2 separate regions of the Danio rerio genome follow, and region 1 is linked to region 2. The links are chromatin contacts, called in public Hi-C maps. All regions are on one chromosome and are shown on one strand. The core of a region is the stretch at or near the end of the contact, and the rest is flanking DNA. Distances in the headings are between cores, read along the strand shown. Region 1 overlaps magixa (MAGI family member, X-linked a). Region 2 overlaps iqsec2a (IQ motif and Sec7 domain ArfGEF 2a).

Region 1 (3,523 bases), core at 995-3,494, 68 kb before region 2:
CAGATTTAAAGCCTTAGTGTCAGAAATTCTGTGGATTTGAAGCTGGATTTAGAAACTTTATCAGGACAACATGCTGGAAAGGCTTCAGGCTGCCCTGAAAACTGTGAAGGACGCCAAACGTAAATACTTTCTCTTGTATTTTAATTAATTATTGACTCAAGTACTGCTTCGTTTATTCAAAAAATAAGGATCTGCAGCCTAATTTGTCTGTTTCATAATTCTTTTTCATTATATTTTTCTTCAGCTGAGATGGGGTGTGTTCAGGTTTTGTAATAGGATGCATGTTTAGGTGGAGTATAGTCTTTGAGCTCTACGGGATAGCTCTTATGAAGTGATTTTATTTGATTAAAGCTCTGCACTTTCATTGTTCAGAGCGTCCTGGAGCTGGGGTTCACCTGGCTTTTACATGCCTGAAATATTTCCAGTGTTTGTGCCAAAGAAAGGCTCAATTCTTCTGTGATGTGTTGGACCAGCGAGAGCAGACTCAACACTGCAGAAGAGTACAAATCTCTGCGTACAGGAATATAGTAGAATTCAACAAAATAAACAATTATTGAAATATCTCATTTGCATGTAGCAGAATGTTTGTATCATAGCATTAACATGCTTGTGAATATTTTTTTATTATAAAAAAACCTGACAGTAACACGCTACTGTAAAAAGATCACATTGTAATACTTTAGTAATTCTGTTTAAAATGTTTGTAAAGTAGCTCCCTAAATTTTGTGGCACTGTCATTTAGGGCTGTGCGATTTAAGAAAGATATCTAATTGCGATTTATTTATTTATTTATTTATTTTTTATTTATTTATTTATTTTTTGACATATTGTACTGCGATTTGATTTGTGATTTAATTTTGTAGTCAGGCTTCAGCTCACTAATCTGTATCAGAGCTTCTTACTGCTGAAATGCAGTGAGTGTTAGTTAATAAAAAGAAACTGAAAAGATATTAACTTAAACGTTTATTCAAATTAGTTTTCAAATATTCAGAAATGAAACACTTTTTTTTTTTCTCTAGAGCAAACAGTACACACAAATAAAATGACCTTACCTTTCTTTAAACAAGTTGAACTCAAATTAGGGATATAATGTAAAGCTTATTATACAAAAAAAAAAAAAAAAAATTCTAAAAATACAGAACAACAAACGTTTAGGTATGACGTGTCCTGATTTATAATTTTTAGGGTTCATACACATTTTATCTACTAAAATTTCATGACTTTTCTATGATTTTTCACATATTGTAAAACATGCAACAATCTATTTAGTTTTAATTTATATCTATGTAAAATTTATTTAGATAATGCTTACCCCGCACTAATATTGTGAGCGTATGTGATTGGCCAAGGATAGAATAGAAGTCAAGACAACTAACCTATTTTCAAGTATACAGATATCTGTTTTCCATGACTTTTCCAAAACTTTGTGGGCTTTTCTGTTTTCCAAAACTTTTCCAGGCCTGGAAAATGCCTTGGCAGATTTTCCAGGTTTTCCAAGACCGTATGAACCCTGATTTTTTTACATTTGTAATTTGTAATGTAATTTTTGTTGACATTTTTGTCTGAAGATCTATTCATTTCTGACAATTGGTACTCAAATAGTAAAGTATGTGTACAGTATGGAAGTGATGGACACAGTGCTTCAATATTCATTGGACATGGCACCATTAGTACTGCATTTTAAGTACCACGTTTCATGGTGTTTAGTTTTCTTTCTATTGCAAAAACTTACTGTAATAATATCATAGTAAAAAATTTAAATCACACCATGTCATAATATCCCTGTTCTAAGGTGCTAAATTCATGTTATACTGTTTTTACTCAGTGGTATTTTTAAGAATACTCTGAAACTGACAAGTCAGATACAGTAAGTTCCTCGATACAACCATAGTAATATATGTAAAATACTGTGGCAGTATGGTATTTTTTGGTGCCATTGCATGTACACGGTACTCCTTGCCATTTTAGGCAACATCCTGGTACTGCCAGGGTACAAATGGACAAAACATGGTACTACACTGTAAAAAACGATTAGTTGACTTTACCTAAAAAAGTGAGTAAACCTGCTGCTTTTTAAAGTGATTGGTTGGCTTAACTTAATCTGAAGAAGAAATGTTTATAATTGTAAAATATAAGTCAACTTAACAGTTACAAAGTTAAACGTTACAAAGGGTTTACTCATTTTTATATTTTTTTTACTGTTTTTTACGCTGTATATGGTAAAATATACTATGGTGCCAAGGTGTTCACTATGGTATTATACATGGATACACCATATTATTTTAAATCGGTTGAAGTACAATGTCAACAGCACAACACCTACAGTATGACATCTTCGTAGTTAAGATTTACTGTTCATCACAATACATAACTATGAGCTGCACACCCTGAAATCTTATCGTGTTTGATAGATCCTCTGCATGAGGTCATTTGTGGGGAATGTGCAATATGAGTGAGAGAGAGAGAAACACTGCATGTTCCTTTCAGTCTTATTCAATATGAGGTTGTCTGTATCTTATCTGTATCCTCTCTGTGTTTTAATATCCTTAAGGCGTCATCTTATGCCTGTTTCCATTTTTCAGACGAACGAGTTGTTTTGAAGTCAGCTGATGCTGTTTCATGAAGCTTAACCATGTTAACAGACATCGCAGGTTCTGGATCATTAGTTGAGCATGATTTCCTGATGTCATGTGAGGCTCTACATTGTTCTTTTTTAGAGACATGGCTGCACTAATAAGCTGGATAGGGCTAAATATTAAACAGATGGTTTTGCATCTTTATTCCCAAAGGGGGATGCAAGCATGCTTGTACTGTACTTTACTGTATGTGTGTGTTTGAATTGTGTTCAGTTGGACGTGTGTTTTGAATCTGATTGGACAGAATGTGTAATACTGTATCAGTTTGTTCAGTGTTAGACACACACAGGCTGTGTTTAAAGCTGTGTTTCACTGCAGATAGTGTTTCATGTGCTGTTGTTTACAGCAGTGCTGGGATTGTTTGTTTCTGCAGGGTCAGCCTGATGTAAATGAGTACTGTGGCTCTGATGCTCAGTCACCATATACTTGTTATGCTGTGATCTGTATCTCTGAGTTTCTGTTCCGTGCTTGTGCTTGACAATTTGGTTTTCCTTATGTTTTTGCTTTTTAACAGAAGCTTGGGTTATATTATTTGGTATTATATTGTAATAATTGCTGTATATGGGCAATTGGAGCTAATAAACCTAAGTGAACTGTTTAAAGAATCTAAACGGCTAGCAGGGTGCTAGCGTGTATGGCTTATAACTAGGCCCACACGGAATCTGCGTGCGCAGAATTCTGCAGATTTCAGCAGATTTTTAGCTGATCATTGATTCAGTTTATTTACTTGTGTAAATGTTTGTAAATTTATATTTATTCAGTTTTTTTAAATGAATTTCAGTAATAATATTGACTAATATGAAAATATTCATATAGTTTATTTACAATAAAGTTCGTAAAGTATTATTTTCTGTCTTTTAATAGAGATATTATACGAAAGGCTTTTT
Region 2 (3,201 bases), core at 289-2,788:
ATTAAAAAGATGAGTTTTTAACATCTATTTTGGCCTTGACTGTTTTCAGTGTCACATTCTTCACACAAGTCCATTTTTTCCACAGTTCTTTGAAAGATGTTTTGTAACAAAAGAAATGTCCATTATACTGTCATTTTTGAATAAATTATGCTTTCTCGCTGAATATTAGTATTCATTTCTACCAACTATCAAATCACAATGTCCAAACTGATAGTGAGCCATCAAATTATTTGTAATAGAATTGACCACTGAAATTTGACAACCCCTGTGTATCATCAGAACCTTTTATTACTCTGTACACCAGCTCAACATTTGCTTTTTGTCTAAATTATAATAGTCTTTATTTTTATTATTATTATTATTATTACAGTTTGCTGTCTTTTCAGTCCATATGAGTTGCAGTGCATGTTAAAATCAGCAGAGAGCAGTGTGCGATACCTGCCTCTGTCTATTAGGGATGGCACCATGTTTCCCTCGACTTACATCAGCTCTTCTGATGGGTCCAGAGAGACTTGCAGAAGATGCTAATACGGTTTTTAGCACTCGAGTTGCTTGTTCTCTGAGGGAGATGAGTCTCTTTCTCTCTCTCTCTCTCTCTCTCTCTCTCTCTCTCTCTCTCTCTTTTTTTTGTGGGATAGCGTATGTCAGCTGGTTTTGAGGTGACCACACAGGCATGATGGGGACGGACGCATGGGGACAGCCTTTTTTTTTTATTGTTGTTGCCGGGCAGCAAAACTGAGTTTTAAAAGTGTGTGTGTGAAAGGGAAAGAAAGAGCAGTTAAGGAAAGGGCTTGTTCGAGGTCATGTACCAATACAGACCTTCCCTTGAGGATTTGACTGTGTGTGTGTGAATTTCCAACAACTGTCCCAGCTGGACTTTTACCAGAACATTGCAACTGTGCTGCTTACAGCTATACCTGTCATTCAAGGAAACCACAAAAACAGATGAAAAAAAAAAATTTATGTAATATTTGTTCACAATGGCATTTTAAATTCTGTATTGTAATTAAGGAGATTAATCCTGGCAATGGAGTTCTGCAGTCGTGATGTCAAAACCCGAAGGACTTTTTCCCTCAAGATTTTCTTATGTTTTTATAAAAGGGTTTTTTCACATATTTATTTAAAAAATGTTGAAAAACATTGGAAAATCTCGAAGGAATTAGCAGTGAATTTGTTGTTAGAAGCTTTCAGTGGATTCCCATGTTATTTTTTGCTCATTCAGCCCCTTGAAAGCTAAAGTGTGTGTTTTTTAAATGTCATTCCCACTTAATGCACATTTGTCAGTGGATTTCCCTTTACAAGAATAAATATTTTGAGGCTGTAGTGTTCTCAAAACATTTTTAGAATCCCACATAGCAACAAGCTCAGCCAGTGAAGTGAGTTTTGGGTGGGGCTTTTTAGCTTGAGCAACCAATTGGAGTTTTCAGAGACTTGTTTGAAAACAATCAATATTTGTGCTCTTTATGTAAACTAAAAAGTTGCACTCTTCAGGTTTACCTTTGCACCTTTAAAAAGTGCTGTTGCACATACTGTAATAGCATAAAGTTCACTCAGAGGTCCCTGTTGACACCCACAGAATCACTCCTGACCGTTTCACCCCAGTAAACCCTGAGAACTCATGCCATCTACCTACACACTTCCACATCCTTCTCTTTCAGGCCATGGTTTCTATCCATCTTTCTTTCTTTCTTTCTTTCTTTCTTTCTTTCTTTCCCTTCTTCATCCTTCCCCCATTTCCCTCATACCTGTCCATTTACTCCCTCTTTGTTTTCTTGTCTCTTTGTCTTTGTCACTGTGTACTGTCCGCTCAAGCTTTAGATGGTGTTGAAATGTCTGTGCTGTATTATTTATTGGTGTTTAATGTTAACCTGACAGACTTAACTGGTGTCCATCAAGACTAAAGACAAAATTATTTTTCAATTGATCATGAAATGCTGGAAATGTCATAGCATTCTAGACTAGTAGTACTAATTCCAGGTGGATTTAAAAGTGTTACTTTGGCAAACCAATGAGCGAGCATTTTCATTGGTTGCTTAGAAATATATGTTAAAATACTAAAATACTTTATATATTTAATAATATATAAAAATACTATATTTAAACATTTAGTAATTGTCTCTGGTCTTATTGGGCATGATTCATCAGTGCAAAAAGTCTTTAAACTTAACTTTTCCTGCCTAAAAATCAACCTAGTTTTGGTCAAGCCAAGGGTAAAAATGTTGCTATGCTAAAATCTCATAAGCCAGTCATGTCAATTTGGAATGCTCCCAGTCCTGACTTGCAATATTTCCTCATTACGCTCTGTTTGGCTTGGAAATGCATCACACGATGGGCATTAACTGCATTGTGAATGTCGTTTTATGTTTTTAATGAGGCTGAACACCTGTGATTGGCCGTTAGGGATCAGTCACATGCATTATTCAACTTACAGCATCATGATTATATTGTGACACCCATTATTAAAGCATGTGGATCAGTGTGCTACAGATGATTTACTTGAACAGATAAATTCATTCCATTTGTCATTTTTTTGGCATGACAACTGCACTGTGGAATAAAAGTGGATGGATATTGATTTTATACAGAACGTCAGGCACTGTTCACCACTCGTGCTCATTAAGCAAACCTCTGACAGAAATCTTGTTTTTAGGATTTCTGGGCAAATCTAAGAACAGTCTAGGATTCTACATTTGCTATTCTGACCAGAATTCTTTCGTTTAATTTTAATTTGGTTTGTTTTATTTGGACAAATGAACTCATTCATGCCCATATTTATTAACTTTTTTTAAATAAAGGTTTTTTTTTTTTTACACAACACTGGCTCTTTAAATGGTACATTTATTTTAACAGACAAAAACATTAAATAATTCTTGAGTTGATATTGTCCAGAGTAGCTTGTACAGCTCTTGGTCAAGCTGGAGTACAGTGAAAAGCAATTCTCACCTTGGATGTGTCTCAGTCTGCTCATAAGTTCTCTAAATTCACGAGAATACTCGCTATCTAAAACGTTCAGTTGGACTCTCTGCTCAGTATATTTACTTTTTTATTGTTCAGCTGTGCAATGCATTATTTATTAAAGAGATTTTGTTAGTATTTGTCCCTAATGTGCATGGGAGAAAAAAAATACAATTATTGAAACATTGCTAAATTGATGTACTTTAATTTCATTTAAATGCAATTTATTATATGAAAACATCTGTT

The links. Hi-C and Micro-C count contacts between places; a contact is called where the count stands out from the background.
Region 1: a Hi-C map of embryo shows a contact between it and region 2, with 1.6 times the contacts expected there. The contact joins two enhancer-like sites. A contact is called at or near these places in 2 of 18 Hi-C or Micro-C datasets (caudal fin and embryo).

What each region holds. Positions count from the first base shown.
Region 1 is chr8:24,671,397-24,674,919 of GRCz12tu, reverse strand. The region is part of intron 12 of magixa (MAGI family member, X-linked a); the gene reads left to right. Among named protein-coding and RNA genes, the nearest start is that of iqsec2a, 40 kb to the right of the region's middle. Within about 2 kb of position 2,244, at least 3 of the 62 cell types and tissues checked have an H3K27ac peak or open chromatin away from gene starts, as enhancers often do.
Region 2 is chr8:24,603,203-24,606,403 of GRCz12tu, reverse strand. All of the region lies in intron 1 of iqsec2a (IQ motif and Sec7 domain ArfGEF 2a), which reads left to right. Among named protein-coding and RNA genes, the nearest start is that of iqsec2a, 28 kb to the left of the region's middle. Within about 2 kb of position 1,538, at least 3 of the 62 cell types and tissues checked have an H3K27ac peak or open chromatin away from gene starts, as enhancers often do.